Regions from separate parts of the Sus scrofa genome. Here regions 1 and 3 are each linked to region 2. The links are chromatin contacts, called in public HiChIP or PLAC-seq and promoter capture Hi-C maps. All regions are on one chromosome and are shown on one strand. Each heading gives the region's core, a stretch centred on a gene start, on an enhancer-like site or on the middle of the called end of the contact. The rest is flanking DNA. Distances are from core to core; before and after follow the strand shown.

What was found. Promoter capture Hi-C pulls out the DNA fragments that hold promoters and counts their contacts. HiChIP or PLAC-seq counts read pairs in DNA pulled down with a chosen protein or histone mark.
Region 1: an H3K27ac HiChIP or PLAC-seq map of alveolar macrophages shows a contact between it and region 2. The contact joins the promoter of RMND1 here to the promoter of MTRF1L in region 2. A contact is called at or near these places in 1 of 5 promoter capture datasets (liver) and 2 of 2 datasets of contacts at active chromatin or transcription factors (alveolar macrophages and skeletal muscle).
Region 3: a contact with region 2 is called in a promoter capture Hi-C map of liver, with 6 times the contacts expected there. The contact joins the promoter of SCAF8 here to the promoter of MTRF1L in region 2. A contact is called at or near these places in 1 of 5 promoter capture datasets (liver) and 1 of 2 datasets of contacts at active chromatin or transcription factors (alveolar macrophages).

The regions. Positions count from the first base shown.
Region 1 is chr1:14,793,885-14,798,810 of Sscrofa11.1, forward strand. RMND1 (required for meiotic nuclear division protein 1 homolog) reads left to right here and starts at 1,748. Exons shown (of 13, transcript XM_005659141.3): 1 at 1,748-1,898; 2 at 3,075-3,288. ARMT1 reads right to left here and starts at 1,439. Exons shown (of 5, transcript NM_001243637.1): 1 at 1,344-1,439. The coding sequence starts at 1,390.
Region 2 is chr1:13,443,484-13,448,080 of Sscrofa11.1, forward strand. MTRF1L (mitochondrial translational release factor 1 like) reads left to right here and starts at 3,024. Exons shown (of 7, transcript NM_001244934.1): 1 at 3,024-3,307. The coding sequence starts at 3,049.
Region 3 is chr1:12,119,915-12,124,803 of Sscrofa11.1, forward strand. SCAF8 (protein SCAF8) reads right to left here and starts at 1,815. Exons shown (of 23, transcript XR_002338279.1): 1 at 1-1,815. LOC110256595 (a long non-coding RNA gene) reads left to right here and starts at 2,663. Exons shown (of 2, transcript XR_002338284.1): 1 at 2,663-3,419; 2 at 4,284-4,889.

The DNA.
Region 1 (4,926 bases), core at 498-2,997, 1.3 Mb after region 2:
ACAAAGTAAGTTGAAATACTGCTGCCCAAATCTCCTACTTTAATGCGGGATCTTCTTAAAAACTCAAATACCTTATTGCAAATTTTAAAAAATAGGATTATACCTTGAGTATTTCTTTAAAAGACTTCCTCAAATGTTAAATATAAAACAAAGAAAATTGCAAAAATGCTTCCTGATTCTGTGGTGTTTTACAGCGAGTAGATTTTAATATGCAGAGTTAACTGCTCTGATCAGAATTTAACTTTTAAGAATTACTACTAATTCCTTGGAAGAAGAGAAAGAATACTAAATCAATGACACTTGAATTTCCCAAGGCAGCAGATAGAAAAAGAAGTGCTAGTCCTCTGAGGTTTACTTATTTGGAAAGTATTACTATTTTTCCACCTACTAAATGTCTCCAGAGGCTTGCATCTCTAAGGCTAAGGTCTCAGGTCAGCACTAGAGTGAAGGCAGAGCGCCCGGGCTCAGTATTTAGACACACACAACCCCTATATTTGCACGACCCTGAAGCTGAGCACATGCTTAAATCATGGGACACTGGTGCCTCTCTCACCTCCCTCTACTGCCGGTACAATTTCTTCTAAGTGTTCTTGGGTTTTGCAATACTTTGCCGTAAGGACATATCTCAAATATAAATTAGGCCTTTCAATTTATACAGATAGATATATTTTTAATGGAATCTATAACATGAAGCCTAAAAGGCAAGAAGGTACAGTAATTTTTTAGTGGGATTATGAATTAATCTGATCAGCGATCTGAGGACCCCCCCCAGCTTTTGTAGAGAACTTTAACCCCCTGCAAAGTAGGTTCATTAACTAAATAAAATATAATTAAAACCAGCCGCTGCAACATTCTAAAAGCGGGCATACACTCTCAAGACAATCATGCGGGAGTTAAAAAAACAAAAAACAAAAAAAACCACAGTTCGAACCGCTTTAAAAACATAACTGTTTGATACAAATTAATATAAGGCTAAAAACCCGCGAACCATCACTGCAGAGACGCCGGGGTAAACGGAGATCTTCAGTCAGGGTTCGCAGTCCGTGCCGGTGCAGGCAGGGAAGAAATCACGAATCACTGCAAGGAAGAAGTTACAAAGCCTATCCGAGCCTGGAGCCCAGCGAGCGGCCGCCCTGCCCTCGCCTCCACGCGAGTCCTTAGAAACCCAGCCGCCGCCGCCGCAAAGCAGGACCTACGGTGCGATGGAACTCGCGGGCGGCGGGGAGCAGGCGCCTACCGCACAGCGCCGCTTCCCCGCTGGGGCCCGACGGCTCCCGATGGGGCCCAGCTTTCCGCAAAAGCGGGGAGGAGGAAGAGGAGTGAGCGAGGAAAGCGACACGAACCCTACGTCCTGTCCCGAGAGAGACTTCGGAGGCCCCGCCATCACCATCCGCGTTCCCCGCGCCAACTCTCGGGTTTCACCAGACGCAGGAAAGCAGGAGGTGCCGGCGCGAGGGAGGAGCTGAGGTGAGGAGGGAGGCGGGTTAAAAAATGCTTTTGAATGAAAAAACTTTATTTGGTGCCCATAGCAGAGACAAACAATGGCCAGCTTGAGGACGCGGAGATCTTCCGGGGGCGAAGGCGGGGACAGCTGAGGGCGACGTGAGAAGCGGAATAAGGAAGCGGGCGGAAGGCGGAAGCAAGCAGGGACCGGGAGGTCTCAGGGACTCGGGAGCGGAAAAGGTCACGGTGGCACGGGGTCACGTGGTCCTGTGGTCACGTGGAGCCAGCGCCTTACGCTCGGCGGCGTCTGGAGTTCTGTGCGCCTGCGCACTGCCTGGCGCTGGGAGGGGCGGGAGGTCCGGGTTGATACTGGCTGTTGCCTCGCGACACTTGGCTGCGGCGGGGTCGCGGAAATTTGCACCCTTGGCGGGTCCCTCTTCTTTTCCGGCGGAGAGGTTAGTGCCACTGCCTTGTTCTGGGAGCTTGCACGGTCCCGGCATAACGCTCCCCGCCTTTGCTTCCCGCAGACCTGAACCTCTAGCGTCACAGGTTTCACCGGTACGTTGATGGCCCTTGCCTATTACAGTGATCTTTGGTCGACTTGGCTGGGAGTAAAAAAAGCACTCCATCAATGCACACATACTGAACCCTTTTTTGAACCAATGCAAGCGGTAACTGCAAAGATAAAATACTTTTGAACGGCGTAAAGCATTGGAAGACATGCTCGCAAAGATTAGCGCCATTTATCCATTGAATCGTAGCCTGGCTGATACAGTGTTCTTAGTTGGTATGTTGTTCTTAAAAAGTAGACAGTGTGTCCAAGAACAGAATAGCTGCCTTGTATCTCATTCAGAAAATATGAATTGAATTACCTCCTGTGTGCTGGGCACTGTGGTCACAGAAGACGCAGCATGAACAATAGACAAATCTTTATCCTCAAGAAACTTCTGTGCTACAGGAGAGAGACAAAGATCTCCTTCCCTCTTCTGTTTTTTTCCCCTTTAGCATTGTCACTCTCATGTACATTTTATTTACCACGTCTGTTATCTCTCTTCCCCCCACTGTGATGTAAGCCTCAAAAGATATGGATTTTTATCTATTTTATTTTCATCTGTATTAGCAGGGAGGACAATGTCTGGCACAGGGTAGGAACTCGGTTCATAATTTGTTTAATAAATTTAAAACACAAAGTATTGGAGTTTCCTGGTGGCCTAGAGGTTAAGGATCTGATGTTGGGTTAGATCCCTGGCCTGGGAACTTTCATATGCCACAGGCAAAGCCAAAAACAAAACAAAGTGTTTGCAAGTAATGTTAAGTGCAATGGAGAAATAAAAAGTGGAGCAGGCCAGAATGTGCGTTCTCATGTGCATTTTAAATGAAGTGGTTGGGGAAGGAGGACTTTACTGGGTAGGAGACGTGGGAGCAAAGGTCTGAAGGAGATAAGGGAATGAGGCTTAGAGATATGTGGGCGAAGAGTGGAAGGCAAAGTAAGTGTAAAGATGCAGAGGCCAGAGTGACTGGAGCAAAATAAAGGAGGGAAGAAAGCTGTAGGAGATGTTAGGGTTATGATAAAGGACCAGAGGATGGAGGGCCATACAGTCCATTTTAAGGTCTTTGGCTTTTATTTCAAGGGAAATATGAGGCTGGCATCACATTTTATGAAGATGGAAGATGTGATTTGACTGACGTTTGGTTGCTGTGTCGAGAAGAGTCTGAAGAACAGAGCTGAGAAAAAAGTTCAGAAGCTGTGACAATGATTCTTGGGAAAGACAGCGGCTTGGACCAGGGTAGTGGCAGTGCTGGTGCTGAGGTCACACAAAGCCAGGAGGATTTGCTGACACACGGGTATGGAGAGTGAAGAGAAGCATGAGGGGGATTGCAGGTTTGGGGCTTTAGCAAAGATAAAGCTGTGATTGGGATTTCCTGAGTCAGAGAGACTCTGGCAAGAATAGGGTGTGCAGGAAGTTTTCAAAAGCTCAGTTTTGAGCATGTTGCACATTGTCATGCTTATCCGAGTGGTTTAGGGACAACTATTTGCTCTTCATCAACGCGTGATAGTATATAAAACTATGAGATTGGGTAAGAGCACCAGGAGCTGAGAATAGAAAAGTGACCCAAATACTGAGCCTTGGTGCATTACATTCTTGGGATGGGAAACCAGCTAAAGAGACAGAAGGTCCAACCAGTGAGGTAGGATGGAAATGGCCAGTGTGGTACCCTAGAAGCACATGGGGGTGGTTGGGGGGAGTGATCAGCTGCATCAGATGCTGCTGGTAAGTCAGGTAAAATGAAGACTGAGAAGTAACCATTGGACTTAGAAATATGGAGGTCACTGCTGGCCTTGACAGGTGGGATGAAAGCCTGATTTGAGTGAGTTAAAAAGAAAAGAGAGATGGAGACAGAGAGTAAAACGCCTCTAAAAGGAAAGACGCTTAAAGAAAAGGTATATATGGAAGGGGAAGATGGGGTCAGGGAGAATTGTTGGGATAAGATGGAGGAAGTTGGAACCTAGTTTTCTGCTAATAGAAATGTGCCAGTAAGAAGAGAAAAATAAATAGCATGGGAGGGAGAGGGGAGAAGGGCTTAACCAGGCCTTCGGTGGTCAGAGGACCTGGCTGTACCTGGGACCACAGGCACCTCATCTGTAGCAGTAGAAGGGAAGACAAAGTATGTGGGCACAAAAGCAATAGTGGGCAGGTGGATAATGGCAAGAGCTGGTAGACGTTCGTTCACCTCTAATTGTTTTGTCAAGAAAGGAGGAAGCAGGATCTCTGTCGAGAGGAGTTCCCTGCTTAGCGGATCAAGAACCCAACTGGTATCCATGAGGATGTGGGTTCGATCCCTGGTCTCTTTCAGTGGGTTGAGGATCCAGTGCTGCCATGAGCTGTGGTGTAGGTTGCACCCCCGGCTCGGATCTGGCCATGGCTGTGGCTGTGGTGTAGAGTCCGATTGGACCCCTAGCCTGGGAACTTCCATATGCTTCGGGTGCCGCCCTAGAGAGAAAAAAAGGAGGAGTCATTATTGAGAATGAGAAAGAAGGAGACATTGAAGGTATGATGAGGGAGTAGAGAGTAAAATACAATAGCAAAATGTAGTAGAGAGTGTTGAGCATCCTGAAAGGCCCACCTGGAGTGAAGTGATCCTGATTTTAAAGTGAGACCAGCTGGTTGGTTGGTCGCTCTCCTGGTTGGTCGTCTCTCTCCATCCACATTACGATGCACAAGTCCAGGCACAAATTGGGTGAATTAGATTTAATTTGGGTTGATGTTATATACATGGATGCGTGGAAGAGAGAGGGGTGCAAGAGATTTGAGGTGTATGAGCGAGAGAGAGAGAGAGTACTGGTAGACCGTGGACTCTTAAGTGTGGAGGAAGTGAAGTGGGGACAGTGAAAAGGTGGTTGGATCATTGAATTGTAGGTCCTGTTGGGGTTGAAGAATTGTTGGAATTGGGTAATAGAAGGAGTGAGTTTGAAAGATGAGA
Region 2 (4,597 bases), core at 1,774-4,273:
ATCCTCTTGGCTGTGACATTTTCTCAAACGCTCCTTTGTGTTTGATGATGTTGGCAGTATTGAGTAGTACTGGTCTACTGTTTTGTAAGATGTCCCTCAACTGGAATGTGTCTGAGGTTTTCCCCATGATTGGACAGGTGTTACTGATTTCTGGAAGGAAGACCGCAGAGGTGCCATTCATATCACATGGTATCAAAGGTATATACCATCATCATGACTTATTGTCGATACTGAACTTCAGCACCTGGCTGAGGTAGGGTCTGTTAGGTTTTCCCACTGTAAAGTAATACATTTTTAAAGAGGCTACATTAAGGTAAATTTATGAGCATTACACTAAAAGAAAAAAATATTCGGAGCAGATTCCTCAGCACTGCTATTAGTTTCCATTAAAAGAATGCTAACAAATACTATGAAGAAAAAAAATATAAAATGAACTGGAACGTTGAAGTGGGAAAATAAAACTCCAAAATAGTGTTAGCCTGAATATTCACTTAATGGAGGTGAAAGTGAACTTTTTCCCTGGAACTATCTTCATCCTCTATCCCCTTGTGTAGTGAAGATTTTAGTGGTACTAGTGGTCAGAGGTAACCTAAATCAATGATCATTTTGCTGAGTACTTTTCTATATTGCCGTCCACTGAACAATGAACACTGAATACTGGAATAATGTAAAAAACCTGAATTTTCCCTCTTGCTTTAACCTATTTGTCATAAATAATGTTTATTGTATATGATTTTAGGATGTTGTTAAATATTAAAAATAATTTCAATGTGCTTGGTTCTGTAAAATTTATCATATTGAACGTGTCTAATTTTTTGCTACCATGTTCGCTATACTTAATAATCTATATCCATATATTGGACTTCACCAATATTTATTAGTGGACCACAGAGACTTTTTGAATGCATGAATACAACTTGAGACACCATCTTTGGTTATTCTGAAATGCCAGAATATCTGTAGGTACTTACAAGTTGAATAGATAATCCAGATTATTTTTCTTCCACTTAAATTGTTTTGGATTTTTATGCCCCCTATTTTATTATTTACTTATGTACACTAACAGACTTCCTGAAAATGCTAGAATTTTCAACTTGTAATGGAATTTGAGCATGACAGTAATGTAAGAAAATTCAAAAATCTCAAACTAAGTATATCTATTTGAGTTTTCAAAGTAAGTCAAACTACAGCTGTTTTCATTTGACTATATTGTGGAAATCTATAGATATTATTGTAAAATGCACATGCATTACACTGACTTCTTAAAAATGTTTTGAATTAATAAAGAGATCACCAATGTATCATTAGAGAAAAGTTACTGTTTTTTCATTGGTGTAATACAGTAGGAGTAAGGGTACTCTTGTATTTTTTAACTTGCTCACACATCCAAGGTAAAATAATTTCTGGCTGGATTCTTTCCGCTGGTCTCTAAGTTTATTGCATATTACATCTTTGCACCTTTTATAAATAATAAAAGTACATTCTTGAAATGACTTGAGAATTCAGCTGAGATTTGAGTTCGAATAGCTCCCACCATTTCTATGCTTTAAAAAATATTCAAAGTTGAGTTTAGACTTGGGAAATAACTGTTCCTAAAAGAGATACAGTCAACCTAATCAGTCCAGTTCTATACTCGGATGAGAATTTTTAAAATTGGGTACCAATCACCATTTTAAAGCAAAACAATTTTATAAAGTAGTGTGGCTTTAATACACATTCAAAGCGAAAGAAAATTTGAGTTAATTTGAAATTTCTAAGTAGTGAAACCTATTTTGGCTTTATACTATCTGGAGAGTCAGCTCATTCTTCTACTTCACTTTCCCTTTATATGTAGAGCAAAGAAATGAATAGAGTCAATAGAGTCAATACAAATTCATTTTATAAGAATTTTATACTTAACCTCAATAATGTTGATTGGATGACTTAACTTTGTTAAGGGCTTCCGTATTTTACTATTTTTAAAAAATAATAAATTAGAAGATTTTTCAGTAGGTCAGTTCTCTGTACAGTTAAAAAACCACGTGAAAGCCCTTCCTCAGCTAGTTAGGTAGTGAGAGTTCTCAGGTTGAGCTTTCAGCCCGTGCATCCCCAGCCCTGTCTTAGTTGTTTTATTCTCATATATATTCCTCTGATGAGCTATGAAAAGATCTTTTGAAAAATGCGAAAGCATTATACCAATAAATGTCAGTATTTCTTGCACTAAGCCACTATCAGAAGTTTGGGCTACCGGCGACGGGGCTCTGAAGATTTTTCTTGGCTGTGCTAAGTTGGAACATGGAATGGCTCAACCTCTTTAAAAAAGTAGCTGGGTAACAAGCAATAAGTGGGAATGGGCGGAAAACTGTGTGTGGAAGAAAGTCGCTGAAAAGTAGGTAAATTAAATGGACGATAAAGGGCAGGAAAGCAGATTTTGGCAAATCACTCTGTTTGCTTTCGAGTCCGCTTACCACATCTTCGTTAAATGCGAGCCTTAGCCACCGCCGAAAAGTAAAACATGAACAGGAAAAATGCAAGAGGAGTTAACACATATACACACTGATGACCATCCTACAATTCGCTCTTGGAGACGACAGTCCAGGCTGGCACTGGAGAGAGTATCCGTGCCTTGACCTCGGCCCCCGTAGCGGACACTAGACTGCCCTTCATTGCGATACTTGAGCTCCTGAGTGCTTGGGAAACAAACCATCGCCGTCAGAAAACGTAAAGGCAATCTATCGCTTTCCCCTTCCAGCCCAACATTCCGAACCGGCTCATTTCAAGAAGGAACGTCTGACCCAGCCTTGTAAAGGCGGTGCACACGGTCTCTCGGACACGCCCCTACCACTTTCTGTTAGGCCCCCTCAAGTTCCGACCTCCGGGAACAAAGCGGCGTTTAACGATGCCTGACCCGGAAGTTTAACCAGACTTCCGGGAGGTCCCTTCGGACAAGCGCGTGTGCTGGGCGGGGCTCGGCTAGGTCCCGCCCCTATCTCCAAGCTGCGAGGTGTCGCGAGACTTGCTCTGTCCGGAACTTCCGGTTATCGTCGCCCTCGGCCATCGGCTTTAGGGATGCGGTCTCGGCTTCTTTTGAGTGCTGTTCGGGGCCTTTGGGCCCACCGGGCTGTTGGCCCGGCCCGCCGACACATGAGCTGCGGGAGCCTTCCGCTGGAGGAGCTGTTCGCCCGCAGCGGACCCCTGCGGACCTTCCTCGAGCGCCAGGTAGGGTCTGAAACCCCGTTGCAGGTCAGAGGGCCTGAGCTGGTGGCGGTGGCCAAGCTTCTGACAGAGAAGGAGCGGGAGCTGCAGGAGACCGAGCACTTGCTGCACGGTAAGGGCTGGGCCTAGGGGAGCGGGATTCAGAAAAGATTCTTGACTCTTTGCCCTTTCCACTAAGCCGCTGGTCAAGGGTCCACAATCTCTTTGAGTTTTAAGTCTTTACTCAGTTGCAGCCCTATTTCATTTACATCAGAGGTGAGGGCATCACTATATGGGTTGTGAACCTGTCCTCTCTTTGTGCTTCCTTCACAGTGCTCTGCGCCCTTTAACAGAACTTAAGTTGACTCTTACTGGTTATGTATTTAATAGCAGGAGATCATTAGCTCACACACACACACAAAATCAGGCACTATTCCTGTTATGGGCTGGAGAGCAGTGTACCTCCAACTGTGGTAAAGAGGCTACCTGCAAGTGACAGGAGAGGTGCATGCTAAATAAACCCAGACTCAGAATCTGAGACCTAAAAACATAGGTTTTTAACGAGTTTCCCAAGTGATTCGTGTCCATTCAGATCTAGATGGGGCCATGTTTCTGCATCTGTACAAGCTCCTGGAGATGCCTATTTGCTGGTCCATGGACCATGCACTGGGTAGCAAGGTTCTAGAGAGGGTCACAATCTCCTGGGGGCAAGAAAATTAATTATAATACAGCTGATAAGTGAGAACATGTATCAATAAAGACCTAGGAGAGCAAGAACTTACTGAGAAAGCTTTGTACAGGGATAAAGGCCCACCCTTAGATGATGTAATATTTTTAACCTTTATTGATCCTTTACCATACTTCATTCTTTGCTTAGGTTTATCTATTAACTCATCTAATTCACCTAATAAACCCTATGAAATAGGTTCTATTAGCCTCATGAAATAGAAGAGGAACTTGCAATATAAAAGTAAAATTAACTCAGTTTCGGTTACACAGCTTGTAAGGAATGGAGCTTGGCTTGGACTGACTCCAAATCTCAGGACTCCAAATCACTGAACTCCAATGTTAACCAAAGAAGGGGAGGTTGGGACCATTTTTTAAGGGGGCTCACATACTCTCTAAAAAGTTTGATTTTATCCTGTTGGTAAGAGGAAGCCAGCAGAAGTTTTTAGACTGGGGAGTGAATGATAGTAATAGATTTGTTGTTTAGGAACCTGCATTTGTAGAAGTTTAGAAACAACCTGGAGTAAGACTGAAGATGCCAGAGAAAACAGAAGGCTAAGGCAGTTTTCTAGGGGAGACTTAAGGAAAGTCTAAATTAAGTGATTTAAGAGAAAGTGCTGCCCAGAGTGTTTTTAAAAAATTGAAAAAATATCTTTTGGGGAAAATTAAATCAGTTTTATTCCTTAAGCTAAGCTTT
Region 3 (4,889 bases), core at 565-3,064, 1.3 Mb before region 2:
TATGTCAGGCCCCCATCCTTAAAGTCAATACTGAAATGAAAAACCGTAACATGTCTACTCCACTGTGCCCAACTGTGACCAACCACAGAGTGCAAACCACTTGATTATATCTCCCACATGGTGGGGAAGACTGGGAATGGAGGATACACACTGGGACCCTCCGCCCCCCACGCACGAGAGAGACACCAATCAAAAACAGGTAGGGTAAAAAAATAACTGTAAGGAAACAGGATTTTCTTCACACTTAAAAAACAAAACAAACCACTTTAACATTCTATTAGTGCTGTAGCACTATATGTAGCAAATAAAAAGGCTACATAGAGCTGTGGGGTTTTTTCCCCCTGAAGAGCTCTGAAACTATTAGCAATAAATTGGAACACAGTATCCTCAATTTTTATTCCAGACTTTAAAGGACGGAGAAAAAAAAAACAACAACAAATAAAACTAAGAGCTTTTCAAAGTATTGCCTTGTTCAGATTATCACAGTAATTAAGTCTGGTACTTTAGAGTACTGTGGATTCGAACCAAATTTTGCAATTTGACACAAATTATCAGCTATATATTCATAAAGTGAAAGGAAAAGATTCCCATGTCCTTTGCTCTGATTTGTAAAAGGAAGCAATCAAAAAGAAAAGAAAATCCAGTATTCAAAAGACTGCTTGCTCTCATGGACCTGTATCACTGCTATCTACTCTAATACGGAGAGTCTAATTCACGTGATTTTTATCGAACTTTTAGCCTCTTTGCTAAGCTTCCCAAATGCCAATTCTAGAGGGAAGGAGGGAGGGAGGAAGAAAGGGGGGGAGACGGAGGAAAAAAAACAAAACTGTAAGAGCTTTTTAAAGTATTGTCTTGTTCAGATTATCACAGTAGTAAGTCTGGTACTTTAAGAAGTGAACATTTAAGACTGTTAATTACACTACTGAACAGAATATTATTAGCACTTCCCTATCAAAAGTCCTTAAAATGTATGCGACCTTAGTTAACATCACATTAAAATACTTTCATCTTAGGCACACCGGTAAGGATAACTCTGGGTTTTGTAGATATGTGCTTGCTATGCTTAATGTTTACATTACGGTGTATTCAAGTCAGAGTTTTAAAAAATTGTGATAGTTTATCGAAACTTGTCTCCTTTCAGACGAGTAAATTCAACTGAACAGTGAAAACTGGACACCTGCATGTTAAACATCTAGCCTTTTATCTGACTTGTGAATGAGCCCGTGGGAAATGCTTCCCCAGCATCTTCCTTCTCTGCCTGCTTGCACAGCTCTCCCTGCCATGTGTGCCTTTCTGTCGTGACGATGAGGAGGAGTAAGAATAGGAGAATTGCAGGATAACCAAAATGCAAAATACCCTCGCCTCTCGATCACCCATCCGCTTAGCCTAGGTCCCTAGTTGGCAGGTTACCTAGCCAACGGTATCTCAGTTATAAACAAACACTATGTGCAAAGTGACCACAAATCATCACCCCTGTAGGGGCTCTTCCAGCACTACCCCCAATCGGTGCCTGCCTTATTAATGACCCAGGGAAGGTCTGGGCCGCGAAGCCCGGCCTCCAGTTAAAATCCCGCAGGCCCAGGAAAGAGGTGGGCGGGCCAGGCCTCGGCGGAACTGACCCGGAGAGACCAGCCGGGAATCTCCGGGGGAGGGCCCAAGCGAGCCTTCCCTCCAGCCTCGCAGCCATACAGTAGGATGCTGGAGACACCGGAACCTCCCTCCTCCCCGGGGCGGCCCTCCCCCAGCTCTCCCCTCCCCGGAATTGGGGGAGGGGCGCCGGGGCAGAGAAGCACCCCTCCCCCACGGACACAGCTAGGCCGCCACTCGCCCCACCCAGAAAAGCCCTGCGGGCCCGTGCCCACCCTCCCAGCGGCGGCCCCGTCCCGGGCGGGGGGGGGGGGGGGAGGCTAGACTGCAATACCAACCTCGCTATTGAAGGTTTTCACAGCCTCCATGTTGTCGGTGCAGAGGCCCGGAGCCCGGCGGCGGAAGAGGCGGCGGCCACTGCACTGGGTGGGGAGAGCGAGACGGGGGCGGCTGCGCGGCCGCGAGGAGGGGGCGCCGGCAGGAGGCCGGACCGCTGCGACCCCGGGCAGCAGGGGAAGGGCAAGCACTGGCGGGGAAGGGCTCCCTCAGGGGCAGCGAGGCCCCGGCATGGCCGCTAGGGCGGGCGGAGCGCCGGTCCCGGGAACAGAGGCGCTGCCGGGGCGGGTCGGCAGCGGGCGGGGGAGGGGCTGGGCCGCGGCGCCTGCTCTTCTCCGCCCCGCTCGGTCTCGGGCCTCCACCCTCTAGCCGGGGTCCCCTACTCTCTCCACCCCCTTTTTCCTCTGCCTCCGACAGGCTCCTGTTTCACCTCCCCGCCGCTCGGGCCGCAGGAACCAGCAGCGCACCGCGAAGACGGAGGAGGAAGCGCTGGCAGCAGTGGCTGCGGCATCCAATATGGCGGACACGAGTCGGGCCGCGCAGCTTGGAGATCCGCGGCACCGGCCAGCGCGCCCCCTGGCGACTGCACCGCGCGGGCCCGGGCTGCCGCGCGGAACCATCGAGCGCGCGCGGGCCAGAGCGTCGCCGTCCGGAGGCCCGGCTCAGCTCGGCCCAGGACCACCCTCCCATCCCCGCCCCCGCCCCCGCCCCCGCGCTTCACCCCCTACCCACGCGGGGCCGCAGAGGGAGTGAGTGCCGCTGCCCTTTGGGCCACTGCAAAGCGTCGCTCAAAGAAAAACCCAGATGCCCCCCTACAAAGCCGCAAGTTTAGGCAATAATGTTTCCATGTGGATTGGCCCCTTTACATGAGGTTTCGATGCTTTTCAGAACTTCACTGGACAGTGACCTAAAGGTTAACAGCCGGAAAAGTTCCTAGCCAGACACTTATGTAGTAACGACGTGCCCAAGCATTTTCCTGGCGTCTAGAGAAAACGTTAAAAACAAAAGCTTTGGATCCGGTTGGGGGCAGGGGGACGAGGGAAGCACGCCTGCAACCAGCAAGCAGTTCAGTGCAGGAAATGCACGCTGCATAAAATCCGGGGGGACTGGCGTGGTACAGACAATGAGTGCATTTGTCTGTAGGGCGGGAAGCGGTTTCCCAGAGCGCACGAGATTTGCATAGGTGAAAGGGAACTCATCTTTTACAGAAGATGAATTATTCTAAAGGAATCTTGCCCTAGGTTGTTTAGAGACGGGTGCATACAGATTTCCTGGATGAAACAGGAGGTGCTGCTAGCAAAATGCCTTCTTTCTCACCTCGTGCAATGTAAAATAACCGATACCACACTAAAAGCAAATATTTAAAAGTCGGAGGTGTATCCGTGAGCCCCAGACACCGCCTTAGAATCGTTTTCAAGCAACCACTTCTCTCAAGTTCACGCAAAGGAAAGGGAGGAAGATGAGCAGAGTTTTATTCGAGGATCGTTGGAAGCAAGGTACTTTCTGTGAGAGCTGAGCCCCGAGCTGTGTGAAACTGAGGAAGCCAGCCCTTCTCGACTTCTTCGGGTCTGCTGTTTAGAGTCTGCTTCGTTAACGTCTTTAACATTGGGGCTGGCTACTTAGAATCAAAGAGGGATAACGTCATCCATTAAGAGCTTATATTTCCACCTTCAAAATTTCTGATGATGTCACAAAGCTCTCCATCTCCCTTTGCCTCCCATCCTCATAGACCAAGCCGTTACCATCTCTTGCCAACAATTGCAGTAGCTTCCTAATGTCCCTGCTTATCTTCCTAATTTTCATTCTCCAGATTGTAGCTAGAGGGATTTTTTTTTTTTTTTTTTTTTTTTGGAAAGACAAAAATCAGATCAACTCACTCCCTTGCTTAAATCTGTTTAAAACTTTCCCCTTGCACTTCAGATCTTACTTTAAGCTCTTCCCAGAACCCGAAGGCCCTACCTACCTCAGCTCATAATACTTTCCCCCTTGCTCTCTGCTCTGGCTACACTGGTCCCCTTTATTCCCCGACAACACGAAGCACTTTCTTTCCTGGGACACTTGGGTGCCTCTGCCCTTAGTGGGGTGCTGTGGTTCTCATTCTTCCATGGCTTGGTCCTTGTCCTTTCCTCTTGCAAGAGGTCTCTCCCCATCAGTTCATCTACAGTAGCATGCACTGACTTGCAGAAATACCCACTCAGTTGTAATCACGCCAGATTCTAATGCAGAACAGTCACTGCTCTGGCCTAAGAGGGATCCTTTATTCAGTCATTCGTTAATGAATGTTGACGGAATTACTTAGGCCTGAGAGATTAAGATGCAGTACCAGCTAAAGAATTAAATCAGTGCTTAATATGTTATAGGACTTCATTTCACAAAGCTTCTACATTCAGAAAGATTGCAGGAGGCATACTTTGATCAAGGAACAGGAAAAAAGCAGAGAACAAATGAAGCACGTTCTTTTAGTGAGAAGGAGATAAAGCAAGAGGGAAAATTGAGGAGGGTTAGAGGGGGCTGCGGGGAGTGGGGAGGACCAGTGCAGGGACTAAGTGCAAAGCTTATGCACAACCACACATACCCCTACCCTTGAAAAAGGCGATGCCCATAGCTGTAGTTTATGTATTTAGGTATATTAGGATTCTGATTCCACCATAACAAACTAATTTGAGCTAGCTTGAGCATTAAAGACTTCATGCATGCTGATTTTTCTCCTGTAACCCAAATCAGGAATGCAGATGAGCCTGAGGAACGATGGACCTGAACCGGAAGACAGCACGTCTAAAGCACCTAATCTCTGTCTACTCGAGTTTTCTGTCTGTTCCTTTATCCAACTCTGTTGTACACAGCAGGACTGGACTCTGGCTCCTGGCTTTATAGTTCTAATCACCTGGAGGACCTGACTGGAGACCTCTCCCTCCCAGTTCCAACTGTCTTAAGGGAAAAGTAAGGAATCCGAGTGGCCCAGCTCA